3 separate regions of the Mus musculus genome follow, and all the other regions are linked to region 2. Evidence: chromatin contacts called from public HiChIP or PLAC-seq and promoter capture Hi-C data. All regions are on one chromosome and are shown on one strand. The core of a region is the stretch at or near the end of the contact, and the rest is flanking DNA. Distances in the headings are between cores, read along the strand shown. Region 1 has its middle 42 kb from the start of Thbs2. Region 2 holds the start of Smoc2 (SPARC related modular calcium binding 2). Region 3 has its middle 34 kb from the start of Thbs2.

Region 1 (4,580 bases), core at 1,751-4,250, 460 kb before region 2:
CAGTGATCCTTGCTCAGCAACACTGCAGTGCTTTAAGGGGTGAATAGTTTAAAATAAAAGAAGATGTCTCCATTACCATGTAGAACACACTAAGATGTAGCCTGGGATCCCAGGAGGTTATCTGTTAGGGTCTGGGCCTTGGGTTTTACAGACCTCAAACGTAGTTCAGAAAGTGTTGGCCAGGCTCTGTGGAAGAACTCACGTCAGCTAACCTCATGAAGACTGATAGGTGTGCACCATGCTTATCACCAGCATATAAGGAATGGGGGTATAAATAGTAATTAGCTAAGGGAGAGACTCTGCCAGCATCTCCTTGTATCAGCTAACAATCGTCCTGCCCAGGGATTCCCTTTCTACATCTTCCAGGCTTCCAGACAGAAGACAGGGAACTTGGCAGTGTGGAGTAAACTCTTCTAGGAGAAAGGATTGTGTGGATCTGTGAAGAGATCCTGGGTCACAATTCCAAGTGAGGGGTGACTCTGAGGTCTATACAGGGTGATGGTGGCTTCAAGGACAGGAAGGGACAGACCTCCATGGCTTCATGTCTGTGCTATGTGGTGTCTCCAGCTACTCTCACTTCAGGACAGTGACCAGTGACCCACAGGCTCCTCCTTCCCTTGAGTGCTTAGGACACAATGTACTTTATGGTAGTTTTGATCACAGAGAAATGTTGTAAGTTCCATTGCTTCTGAGGGTGGCTTTCTTTTTAGAACCTCATGCTATTCTAAAAAGTCATTCTTTTAGCTCTTGGGTGATTCAGAAATACTTTGGCATCCACTTGTCCACATCAGTTTGGTGAGGGTACACAAGAAGTAGAATCTGAGGCCATGGAAAACACCCAGAATGCAACAGGCCATTAGCAAAGATCCAGCCCAAGTGGCGGTTTTCCACAAGGACTAGATTTCAAAGTTAGACCAAGACTTTGAATTCTTCATTCCTGAACTATTGCTGGAAACAGAAACTAGAAAGGAACACCTGCCATGTGGGATGGGATGTCATGATGATTCCCGTCAGAGTGAACTCATGTCTGGAGTATTCCACTGGACCTTCGACTTAAAAAGGTACATTTGAGATGATCTTGGGAAATAGAGAAAATGCTAAATAACACTAAGATAAAAGTAAGTGTTTTGTCCCAAAGTATCAATTTCTCCCAAACAGACAGACAGCAGCTACCGGAATAAGGACAAACAGACAGCAGCTACTGGAGTAAGGATGGTCTTGAGGAAGCTGTTGCTTTTCTGTGAAGATCATCATCAGAGGCAGGGAGGAAGGGCCTCTTCCTCTTTGTTTGACTTCACTAGTAATCAGGGATGGACTGTTGTGCTGGTCAGGGCCTGCAGGAAGGCACTGGAGTGTGTATGTGTGTGTGTGTGTGTGTGTGTGTAAACAATTATGTATAAAATGCAAGTGTGAATGGCTGTAGTGCATTTGCTTCTGTGTGCGTATGTGTGTATGTGTGTGCACTGCTCCAAGCATGATGTGTGTGTGCATTGCTCTAAGCATGCCGGCAACTCTTCTAAGAATCTAGTCACCATGTCTACCTGACCTCAGGTTAGGGCAAATGAAGCTTTGAATGAAGCTAAAACATCAAAACCATCCCCTGTGTTAACCACCAGCTTTCCCTGCCTCTACTCACCTGAGGGAGATGAGTATCTTTCTTAATACTGACAGGATTTTCTACAACTCTCTAACTTTCTGTATTTGGTTTTAGGTCTTGTGTTTGTACCTTTGGGAAACCAAGCAGGGCTCCATAGTGACTTGTAGCCTTACTTAATACAGTGTTTTAAACCATCTCACAATGACATTGTAAACAGAGTTCTTTTGCTATTAGTCCCTGGGAGAAATATCTAACTCTGGGTATCTCAGAGGACTCCCAGGATGTCTCAAAGTAGTTAACATGCTTACCTTTCTAGTACTGAGTGGCTCAGAGAGTCCTTGTGAAAGTTGCAACCAACTAGACATACACCATGTGGTGAGCCAGAGGCCGTTCTGCACTTCTGTAAGTATCCAAGTTGTGTTTAATGAGCCTAAATTAACTTGGTCTTGCTGTGATGATCTCTGGCAGAAATGAGGACAGTTATAAAGAAAATACTATACTCCCTTTGGGAACTTCAGAGTTCTTGGTGATGCTATTTCCTGGTTCTATTGCTTCTCTATGGTGCCAGCATCTGTAGATTGAGGAGCGCCTAAAGCCCTGCATAATGGGGCTGGACAGCTGAGTGGCATCTGTCATGGCTACAGGCACTGAAGGAGCTTTCAAAGACAGGCTTCCTCAGCCAGAGCCCTTCAAACTGTAGCCGGGAAGATGGCTCTGGGATCACACCTTGGACCCTTGACTCATATCCTCTGTACTCACAGATGCCCATAGTTTTCTCCCAGGGACTAATATCTAACTGTCTGTTGTTTCTATCATTTGGCTGCTGAGGCCTGGATGGCAGCAAAGCCTCCGGTATCTAGAAGGAATCTTCCGAGTTCCTCCTGTAACCTCTGCTGCCCTGTACGCTGTCCCCGTTCTCCCATGCAGATTTGTAGTTACCGTAACAGGCAGCAGGCTAGATAGCGGAAGGAACAACACAAGGCTTTCTCTGTGGCCTGGTATGCCTTGTGAGTCTCACTTAGAGACAGAGACAAAGCAGCCATGCTGGTGACTGAGTGGCTCCTATACTGTCCTCTTGGTCAGTAGGTCAAGACTCAGAGGGAATTTCTGAGACTGGATTGGAAAAACAGGTCAGCAGGATGCCCCAGTCTCGGCTGGTTCTGTGAACCCTGACACTGTCAAATGTGAACTTAGAGGCATCTCACAATTGAATAATTGTGAATCATGATTTAGCCAATGAGCTGATCCTGGCCATGTGGCAGGCCATGGCAGCGTGGAGCAGACTGCCAGTGGTGGCAATCAGTTCTTTTTCTCCTGTGCTTTTGTACCCGGCCTGAGAAGCCCGGGAATCAGAGGCCATAACCTCCTTCTGGCCTTAGCACAAATCTGGAAGGAGATTATGAGTCAAATCATGAATCACCCTTCGCTCATACAAACTCTTAAGTTTTATTTGGTGTCATTCCTCCTTTAACAGTTATAACCCAGCTGTTTTTTATAGGCGACTGTATGAATATATCTCATATGGGGCTTTATCTCACTCTACAGAGATCAGGTAGTGAGCTCCACTTTATCCCAGTTCAGCACATGCTGGGACTGCAGTGTTTCACTAGTGTTTCCTGATCTCACGGTGAGATAAACATACCCAGAGCCCAACTTCTTAGTTAACACGCCGTAATGCAGCTGTCATGACCCAGTTGCTAATTCTGCTTTTCTACTGATCTTTTTAAAAGCAGAGTATGAGCCTTATTCACCTCTTCGTAACATGACCACTTGGCTACCCACCCAACATGGACTAGGTTCTGATACGTGTTTCATTCTAGAGTTTAAACCATCATCTATTATTCAATCCCTCCTTTGGGAACTTTGCTACATGGAAAAAAGAAACCCACACAACCTACACTACCATGGGGAGAGAAATCCTGCCATGCCTGTTTCTCCAAGTGTCAGAACTCTTTATTCTTTAATAGTTTACACTATAGGGATATACTTCTTACACACACACACACACAAACACATGACACACACACAGTCACAGATACATAGATAAGTGCCTATACACACATACATACACAGAAACACATTTAAAAACACACACCCCACACTTACACAATCACAGATATATAGATAGGCACACACATACACTTTTAGCACATGCACACATATAAACACTTTTGAGCACACACACATACACGTGCACTGCACATTTACACACACAGACACAGATACATAGATAGTTGCATATACACACTTTGAGCACACACACACATACTCCACACTTATACAGTAACAGATACAGATAGGTGCATACATACACTGTTAGCACACACACATAAAGAAACTCATTTGAACATTACACACACACACACACACACATACACACACATGCACGCACATACATGGACATACATGAATAGGCCAGTCACAAAGCAATGTTCCCTCTGGAGGATTTGGACTTAGGTCAGGGACCAGGCTGTGACTTTAAGGCAGCTGGTGCTCAGTGTCTGTCTTCTCCTTCTCAGACTTATTGTTTGCCTTACGAGTTACACTACTGAGAACCTATGTCACGTCGCTTAGTTTTAGGAAGCTGCTAGGCAATAGTTCCCTAGGATAAAAAGCCACAAAAATCTTTTTCAGTTCTACTTTTAATATTTCTTTGTGTGTGGTAAGGATCTGAAGAGCATGTGTGTGTTTATAAAACCCAGTGAATATCTCCGCTGGGCTCTCAGTGGGATTTCTTTGATGAGGCTCCATTCACTAACTGTCAGAGCCTGTATCTGAGTTGGGTCTCATCCCTTCAGCAGGAGGCAATGATACGGAATGTTTTTCTGGGTTTTTCAATAACACTCTTGCATCAGGCTGAGAGCTTGTTTGCAGCTTCGAAGCCTGTAGGAAGAGGCGCCCGTCGGTTGTTCCCACACGCATGTCTGTCTCCTGAAATCATCCTCTGGAGTGCCACACAGGAAACAGATTGAGTTTAAACGTT
Region 2 (4,491 bases), core at 112-2,611:
GCTAGCCCTGGTTTTCCATAGGCTAAGCACCCTCCCCAGGGCACCTACCACTCCAACACTCCTCTCCACGGGAGCCTGCTCACCACCTTGGTGTTTTCTTAAGCACTTGTTCAAAAACACGTTTAAGTGGAATGCTTTCGTTTCTGCAGATTGCATTAATTATGGGTTCCCTAGCGCGCGGGCCGCAGAAGGGCTGCCCGCCGGGCTCTGCAGACACCAGCCCGCAGGAGTGGCCGCGGTTGTGTTGGCCCGAGGTGGACGCGCTCAGCCCCCATCCACAGCGCGGCTTTTGGCACCTCACCTCGCGCCTTGGCGTAGCCAGTACTGCAACTAAGAGAGACAAACTTAGAGCGGTCAACCACAGTGCCACGCGCGCTCGGGAGCGCGCCCTGGCGCGCACTGCATCCTGCTCCTGAGGAGAGGACCCACGAGACCAGGGGCGCTCCTCTATGCCTCCTGTGCTGGAGATTGTTCCTCCTCTATGAGTTGTTTTTTTTGTTTTTTGGCTTTTGGATTTTGGATTTTTTTTTTTAAAGAAACGCGCTCTTTAATTCAATGTCATATCTGCTTCTTCCTCTCAATTAAGGGTTCTCTGAGATGCTCCGCCACAAGTGGAACACATGGGATGTGGCCCCTTTCTCCCCCATAAGGGGGGTTGGGGTACAAGGGGTCCTCGTGGCGCTGGAGCCGAAGATTGCCCGCTTCCTAATCCTAGGCTGGGTCGGTGGCGTTGGCAAGGTGGGCACCCAGTCCCGGTGAGTTCGCCCTGAAAGAGCTGAGGTGCATAAGTGGCCCAGATCCTTGTTCCTGTGCCATCTCATCTCGCCCAAAGTGGGGGACTCCAGGCACTCCTGCATGTCAACTCCCTTCTATCCTGGACTAGTAGGACCAGCAGCCCTTCACATACTGAGTAGCTATCGACCCTGGACACGCACGCTGTGGGACTCTCCCGAACCCACCTGTTGGGGATTGCTGGGCCACCTGCTCCCGGAGCCTTGTCCCAGAAGGAAGAGTGGGTTCTCAGTGAGGGACAACAGAGAAAGACAGGGGCGCGTCCCGGGACTTACCGTGAGCGCTGAGAACTTCTGCGCGGGCACCGGCGGCAGCAAGGCAGCGAGCAGCGGCAGCCAGCACAGCTGTGGCGGCAGCATGGTGACGCTGGAGGGGACCAAGCGAGGCAGACGCCCCACGCGCTGCGCCCTGGCACTCGGCGAAGATCCGGTGTGCGAACGTGCGGGCGAGCGGGCTAGAACTGCTCCGCGGTCCTATGGCCGCTGGTGGAGACCGCACGGCCCCTCCGTGCGCTCTGGCCGGCGCTCCCCGAACTGCCGCTGCTGCTGTCAAACAGCCCTAGTTTCCCCGGATCCTCCTGTCCCGCCCTCTTCGCCCTCCCGCCCGCAAATCTCCTCCCTCCGCCCCACCTCCCTTAGCCACCGCGCCCGCGCAGGGGCCGCCCGGCGCGCAGGGCTGTGAAGGAGACAGCGAAGGCTACCAGGACTAGGCAAGCGTGTGTTGATGCTGTTTGCACGCCTCCTTCAAGCCAATGCCAGGGCACACCTTACAGGCATGCACACTCACACTGGCTCCAAGAGATGCACTGAGCCCCACCCTCCTGGCCTAGGGCGCCTTCTGTCTTCACCTTGGAGGGTCCCCACTGTGCCTTGGCTCGCCTGTGGCTTTACATTCACCAGAATGTAGCACTCTGAGATGCTAAGTGGTCATTGGCTCCTCGGTAGGGCCTCTGAGAACACCAGGAGTCCTGCATCTTTCCGCAGGTTAACGAGGAGGGCGGGAGGGGTCTGAAAACAGATCTGTGAGGCAGATGACTTCCTTGAGTTGGGCAAACTTAGAGAAAGGTGAGCGCACACATTGATGTGGCCGCTTCAAACAGTTTAGGCAAGCATTTCAGGTGTTCGGCAGCAAGCGCATTTGAGTAGGCTTTTGACTGTGATAGAAACCAAGGGGATTTTGCGCACCAGGTCCTGCAAAAGGAGCATTGCTGAAATAGTTTAGCCCTGGCTGGTAGCTTCACAGGAAAAGGCCCTAATTCTACCTCACGCAGAAAGCCAGCTGGGAAGACTTTCGAGAACAAAGAATCAATTGACTTGTCAGGGCCTCTCTGTAGGGAGCAAAACAGCAAGCTCACCTCTAACTTCTCTCTCCTCTGCTGCTCTGGAGATTCCTGTGAGATCGTAGACCAATCAGAAAGCAGCTACCCTGCCCTAGCCCAACACGGGGACCTCTGGAGAAGAACAGCGCTGGAGCTCCAAAAGGATAGCCTTGAAGAATGAAGTCAACCGAGCAAACAGTCCCAACTTCATCAGGTGGGCTGTGCCTATTTTCAGGAGGTCATTAGGAGTGGGCTTGTGGACAGCTGACATTCCCTCACTGGAGGAGAGAACGAATGGGAAGTATCACTGGACTTCACCTCAGATGGCGGGTGTTCGTGCAGTTCTTCCTAATAGTTGTCCTTCAGGGCCTCTGGAGGTACTCGAGATCATGAGCTGGGGCAAATTCCCCGAGAGGGGCTCCATCTATGTGGGTGTGGAAGCCATCATCCAAGCTGTGTGAAGACTGGACTATGGATGCTCTGACGTTAATCACATTCCTGCAGTGAACCCCTCACCTATGCATGTTAGTAAGCACAAGCTCACTAGCTCCCCGTGCTGAACTCCCCATGGAATCCTAGTTTGTTTTGCCACTGGGGCCTTTTGAGGAGAGATAGATCTTGCTTATGTCTCCTCAGGAAAGGAACTCTCACATCACACAGGGAAAGAGAACCTTCTAGAGATGGCTGCTGAAAGAAACCTTCAAAACTCGAAATCTGTCAAGCCTTCAACACCCTTCCTACACTGAGGACATGGAGGAACATCGTAGCAAAACTCTTCAGGGTCAGACTCAGCCCAGGGACAGGCATGACTGAGTAAGCAAATAACATATACATTGAACCAAAAAAAATGATACAAATGTTGTGTACTTCTATCGTAGTAATGGTGGTGTGATGATGGTGGTGTGATGATGATGATGGTGATGATGGTGGTGGTGGTGGTGGTGGTGATGATGATGATGAAAATCAGCACATTCAAGAAGTATTTGGTACAAAACATTTTCCTTTTACCTTTTATTTCAAGGGTACAAATTATTAGCTGAAATGTCTTCTTGGGACTGAAAGTCTGAAAATAGCTTTTTGTCTACTCTCTTCCATGGGAGTGTCCAGCAAGTAACAGGCTTCATTTGCTCCCATTTTACAGATGAGAAACAAAACAAATAACTGTATGTCTTAGCCAGCCACAAAATCGGGGGCCGAGTCCAGATGTCCGAACTTGGAACTCTGGCAAGTCTATCACATCCCCTGGAGACGTGGAAAGCAGAAAACAACCCCTTGGCACTCACTGCCTTGAGTCCTCCAATCTCAACACATCTTTCATTTGTCCTCTGAGATTCCAGGGAGATCAGTGTAACAACACGCTTTTCCAAGACACTGACAGATGAGAAGGGTCGGAGCCTTCAGAGACCCTCTAACATTTGGAGGCACTAACATGTGGACCGAAAGCCAAGTTCTGTGTTCTTAAAGATGCTCGAAGTGAAATTTGGAGAGGTAACCAGTTCCCATTGTGTGGGGGAAAATAGAACATTTATTAAAACCACTAAGAAATGGTTTTATGTGTCAGCCACTTCCTTCAAAGTTAAGACAGGAAGTAGTCAGCTCAAAGGTCTGAGACATCCCTACAGGAATGAAATAATATCCCCTGCTCCTGGAAATGAGCTCTCAATTGTAAGAGTGGCAGGCTTGCTTTTGGATGTGACCCGTGGACCCCAAATTTACATTTCTGTCATTAGCAAGAGTCACAGTGAAGATGGGCAGAGAACAGGTCAGTCCCTGTGGGATTATCTTGAACCCACATGTCTCTCCACAGACTCTCATTAGCCATCAGCCCTGTCTTCCTTTCCTTGTTTTACTGTGTTAAGCTGAAAAGTCTTTTTGCTCTTGGTGAAGAGGCCATTTACCATAAATGTCTGGCTTACTCTTGGTATTTAGCCAGTAAAAGAAAAAGGTGTCAGACATCTTCCCAACTCCCAGTATGCAAAACACAAGAAGAGTCGAAGGTCCTTTTCTTGTTCTGTGACTTCCAAGGTTTCCCTCGTCCTTTGGAGGCTGGATTGGAGCAAGCAGCCGACCACTGTGCCTACGATGCACATCGCAGCCAGCCACCAGCTTCTGGTTTCCACTTAATCCTAAGAGGAGAAATCTTCACAGATTGCCTGGCTTTCCTTGGGTATAGTCTGCATAAATGCCCAGGGTTTATGAAGCTCTATCCTCTTATTGGCCTGTCTTTACCTCTTCCTATATTGTGGTCCCTTCAGTCCCTGGGATATTTAGAAAACTGGGGCTCTTAGATTCATTAATAGATGAATTTAAGAATGACTCAAACAGAAGTCTGAAGACAATTTTAGTAGAGATTAAAAGGAAAACACCCCAGCTGTAAACCT
Region 3 (4,566 bases), core at 1,238-3,737, 380 kb before region 2:
TTTGGTCATGTAAGCTACTCAGAAGTTCTGCCCTCTCTCATAGTCTGGCTTGGCCAAGACTGGCTGTGAATCCCTGGTCAAGCTACTTAGCTATTCGGAGTGTTTTATCTTTATGTATTACAGGGCATGGATAACCCTTTGCTTAGTGGAGGTGCTTTGGTTAGTTTTAGGTCAACTTGATATAAGTAAGAGTCATCAAGTGGAGGGAACATCGTTTAGAAAAATACTTCCATAAGACTGGTGTATATTCAAGCCTGTAGGGCATTTTCTTAATTAGTGATTGATAGGGGAGGGTCTAGCCAATTGTTGGTGGGCCACCACTGGGCTGATATTCTTGAATTCTATAAGAAAGCAGGCTGAGCAAGCTAGGGGGAATAAGCCAGTAAGCAGCACTACCATAGCCTCTGCATCTATGATTGAATTAGGGAAAGGCTGGAAGAAGCTGAAAGGGAGAGGGACCCCATAGGAAGACCAGCATTCTCAGCTAACCTGGACCTCAGGGAGCTCCCAGACACTGAGCTTCCAACCAGGCAGCACACATGAGCTGGTCCGAGGCCCCCAACACATATATAACAGAGGACTGCCTGGTCTGGCCTCAGTGGGAGAAGATGAACCCTAACCTTGAGAGACTTGAATCCCCAGGGAAAGGGAAGGTCTGGCTGAGGTGGGAACCACCCTCTCAGAGGCAGCAGGGAGGAGGAGTGGGATGAGAAACTGTGGGGGGCCAGGGTACAGGGAGGCAATGGCTGGAATGTAAATAAATAAAATAATAAAAAGGAGATCAAACCTTCTCGGCCTGCACTTCCAGGGGTATTTGATTTTATAAGTTCAAGTGCGTTTCCCTGTGAGATAACGGTGTGGATGGGGAAATCGAGTGAGGTGTGGAGGTGAGGGCTGCAGCAGAGCTGGGGGGAAGCCAGGGTCATCAGAGTCACCACAGAGCATGCCCCTGTAGGGTCACATTCTGGTGACTGGACAGGCATGACCTCATGTTTGTCCCATATCCATGACTAGCGCTATTATAACAGTAAACCAGATTCCCATCATTAAAGGCAGCTTTTTGACTGGGACCGGCCTTAGCTTGGAGCAGAGGACCCATGTAGCTGTGGGTCACTTTGTTTGGCGTGGAAGTGACCCGGGACCTGAAGCATGATAAGGGAACCGAGGTGCATGCAACTTCCTGGGCCACCAATGGGAGCAGGTAAATTTCTAGATCTACTTGGGGATCAGGAAGGGGGCTGTTTTCTGAAGGAAGGAGCCTGGGACAGGCCTCTCTTTATCATCTGGACTTCCCACCCTGACCTTTAAATATTTCCTCTAGGAAAGTCAAAGTAAACAAACAAAAAGAGACTGAAGTCAGAATCTAGGTACAGACAAGCCTGGCTTAGATTCCATCCCCTGTAGGACAATTGAAGAGAGAAATAAGGGTGGGACAGAGAGAAAGGGAATCTACTTGATATGAAGATGTGCACCTAACATACAAGTTCAAGGTCCTGCCTGGAAGGTTTGGAGGGTCCATGTTTAAACAGAAAGGAAAGAATCCTGCACAGCTAAACAGTCTTGAAGGTGTGGTCCAGCTCATTTTTTTCTTAATTAGGTATGTATTTCAGTTACATTTCCAATGCTATCCCAAAAGTCCCCCACACGCTCCCCCACCCACTCCCCCACCCTTCCACTCTCACTTCTTGGCCCCGGCGTTCCCCTGTACTGAGGCATATAAAGTTTGCACGACCAATGGGCCTCTCTTTCCACTGATGGCCGACTAGGCCATCTTCTGACATACATGCAGCTAGAGACACGAGTTCCGGGGGTGGGGGGGTACTGGTTAGTTCATATTGTTGTTCCACCTATAGGGTTGCAGATCCCTTTAGCTCCTTGGGTACTTTCTCTAGCTCCTCCATTGGGGGCCCTGTGATCCATCCAATAGCTGACTGTGAGCATCCACTTCTGTGTTTGCTAGACCCCGGCATAGTCTCACAAGAGACAGCTATATCAAGGTCCTTTCAGCCAAATCTTGTTAGTGTATGCAATGGTGTCAGTGTTTGGAAGCTGATTATGGGATGGATCCCCGGATATGGCAATCTCTAGATGGTCCATCCTTTCTTTCATCTCAGCTCCAAACTTTGTCTCTTTAACTCCTTCCATGGGTGTTTTGTTCCCAATTCTAAGAAAGGGCAAAGTGTCCACACTTTGGTCTTGGTTCTTCTTGAGTTTCATGTGTTTGTGGTCCAGCTCGTTACTGTTGTCTAAGTGTTTTGCAAGACAGCCTGACAAATTGTCAGAACAGTGAGAAATCTTTGCTGGGAGCAAAGCCCTCTTTGTAGCTGACTCCAGCCCTCTCAGACTTCCCTTCTCCCAGTAAGAGATTCCTGAGGAAAGTGTAATTTCTTGGGCCTGTTATTTCAATAGTCTGACAGCCACAGGGAGGGGCGCACGTGTCTCTTTAGAATATTTTCATTCCCATCAGAGCTACCACAGAATGAGTCAGAAATGTGAGAGGCGTTTCCTGCATCAGTTGCTCGGCAGCATCTCAGTTTGGAGCTGGGGCCTGGATGTAGCACAGGAGGCTCAGCCCCTCTACCCTCTCCTCTCAGTGCAGATTGTAATGCACTGGGAGACAGCTCAGACTTGATGCTCTGTCGTGGACTGCACAGTTCAATCCTGGATCCAGGTTTACATCCTGGGTTTTTAGCTAAGTGCACTGGGCCAAAATGAACTTTAATGCTACAAGCTGATTCTGGTTTCCAAGTTGTCTTTCTACCATTTTCATCCAAAGGAGCAGGACCCTCACACTCCTGACACAGCAGAGCCTCAAGACTCATTTTGAGCCAGAAAACAATTTATGCTTTGGGATGCTGGGAAAGTACTGATTTTATTTTTTTATTTTATTTTTTTTGTAAAGGAACTTTCAGTTTCTATCAGAGACTGCATTATCTATAAGGGAACAATGACCTCCAGAAAGAGGGGTTGATGTCCTACAGCAAGGACTGGAATCAAAGATATGAAGGTCTCATTTAGTATAGATTAGTCTGCTCCTAAGGTATAAAATGTTCAAGGGCTTTTGCAAAGTTGAGTAAACATGGCATGCATACTATGCTAAACCGGAGGCCCTGTGATGGCCACTAGGTATCTAGCTGTTTACGGCTTCTGCAATCTGCTCTTTCCATCTCATCTCCCAGCTTAGCATCTCCTCCTTGATATGGTTGACTCAGTCGACTCCAACCGGAAGGTGGAGAGAGCTCTCCTTTCAGCAATGGAAAGCACCAAGGTCCCCTAACCTGATGGGAGACAGAGATGCTGTCCTACCTGGAGAAAGGCTGACTGGAGCACTCAGGAGGGATGTTCTAGTGGATGCCAAAGGCACATCCAATAACTGAGGTCAAGGCCAACAGGCCAGAAAGGAAGAGGTTAAGTGTAGAAATGAGGTTAAACGGGCACAGCACTTAAGAGTGTGGACTCTTGGGAAGCCATGTGCCAGGCAGGTGACGTGTGGAGAGGAAATAGATTGAGCCCTGAGGGGCCAGACAGCAGGCGGAGGGAAGAGAACACATAGACCCTGCACCTCAGCACGGTTAGGCTGGGAGAAGGCCCAGGCTTTCAGAGCAGCTGGCTCCAAGGAGAACCAGATGAAGGCAGAGGGCTGTGGAAGGATCTTAGCAGGTGCAGGTATAACGGAGACTTGTGTGGGTCTGTAGCTGGGCCTCAGGTCTTGATGATCTCTCAGAACTGTGTGAGGAGGTGTGTGCATACCTCAGGACAGGGAACTGAATCAGAGGCTAAGAGGCAGTTTCCTGTGCAGAAGTGTTAGGTCCTCAGAACAAATAAGACATTTGATGCTACAGGTCATAGTAGGATGGTGAATGGAGGTGAGGATGTGCCCATCCTGGCCTGTCTTCTCCTCCAATCTCTATTCACCTGTAATGTATTTTTGGTTACCAGTTCAATGATGGCAGGGAAAATGAAATCCAGACAGAATAACATCACATTTGAAATGCAATTCAGTTATACAAACTGTCGTGACACCTACTTTCTCTCCTTATTTTAGCAGCAAAGGAGTTGGCTCAGTTGGTGGCATCCCCCTTTCTGCAAATGAGGACTCTGCCTGGAGAGGGGAATGGCCAGAACTGAGATGAGCCAAGAGGACATGAAGCTAGGTACTAGAGAGGCAAGCCAACCCCCATTCGATTACTTTTCTCTAACAACAACAACAACAACAACAACAACAACAACAACAACAAAAATCCAACAATAACATCATAAACTTTCAGGCATGTAAAGAATTAATTTTGAAAAAGTAAGCTAGTATTGTGTAATAAGCAGCCACAATTCTGTCTTTATCCGCTATGGCCCTGGCTGTCATCGAGCTCCCAGAAATCCCCCTTTTGCTTGGCACACTGGAATAGTACTTTAGTGCTGAAGAGAGTTTGAGGGCATTGCTGACTTCCTGTGGGCCAACCTGTTCTTTGTTATCTACTTTCTTTAGAATGTTCTCAGACTCCACGCCCATCGGGTTCATTGCAGGCTGCAGAGACCCTATCTACTGAGGATTTAAATTTTGTGTGTGGT

What was found. Promoter capture Hi-C pulls out the DNA fragments that hold promoters and counts their contacts. HiChIP or PLAC-seq counts read pairs in DNA pulled down with a chosen protein or histone mark.
Region 1: a CTCF HiChIP or PLAC-seq map of the NIH/3T3 cell line shows a contact between it and region 2, with 5 read pairs. The contact joins the enhancer-like site here to the promoter of Smoc2 in region 2. A contact is called at or near these places in 3 of 39 promoter capture datasets (hippocampal neurons, liver and stem cell-derived epiblast-like cells), 1 of 15 datasets of contacts at CTCF or cohesin (the NIH/3T3 cell line) and 1 of 9 other capture datasets (embryonic stem cells).
Region 3: a promoter capture Hi-C map of hippocampal neurons shows a contact between it and region 2, with 1.7 times the contacts expected there. The contact joins the enhancer-like site here to the promoter of Smoc2 in region 2. A contact is called at or near these places in 5 of 39 promoter capture datasets (the HPC-7 cell line, cranial neural crest, embryonic stem cells and 2 more) and 2 of 9 other capture datasets (adipose tissue and embryonic stem cells).

What each region holds. Positions count from the first base shown.
Region 1 is chr17:14,734,106-14,738,685 of GRCm38.p6, reverse strand. No RefSeq gene overlaps it. Among named protein-coding and RNA genes, the nearest start is that of Thbs2, 42 kb to the right of the region's middle. Within about 2 kb of position 3,000, at least 42 of the 459 cell types and tissues checked have an H3K27ac peak or open chromatin away from gene starts, as enhancers often do. A contact at or near this core is called in the NIH/3T3 cell line and hippocampal neurons, where this site is marked.
Region 2 is chr17:14,276,376-14,280,866 of GRCm38.p6, reverse strand. It overlaps Smoc2 (SPARC related modular calcium binding 2), which reads right to left and starts at 1,361. Exons shown (of 13, transcript NM_022315.2): 1 at 1,068-1,361. The coding sequence starts at 1,151. It overlaps Gm52280 (a long non-coding RNA gene), which reads left to right and starts at 356. Exons shown (of 3, transcript XR_003952216.1): 1 at 356-755; 2 at 2,179-2,324; 3 at 2,747-3,019. It overlaps Gm34567 (a long non-coding RNA gene), which reads right to left. Exons shown (of 4, transcript XR_385414.4): 4 at 3,105-4,491.
Region 3 is chr17:14,657,817-14,662,382 of GRCm38.p6, reverse strand. No RefSeq gene overlaps it. Among named protein-coding and RNA genes, the nearest start is that of Thbs2, 34 kb to the left of the region's middle. Within about 2 kb of position 2,487, at least 30 of the 459 cell types and tissues checked have an H3K27ac peak or open chromatin away from gene starts, as enhancers often do. A contact at or near this core is called in hippocampal neurons, where this site is marked.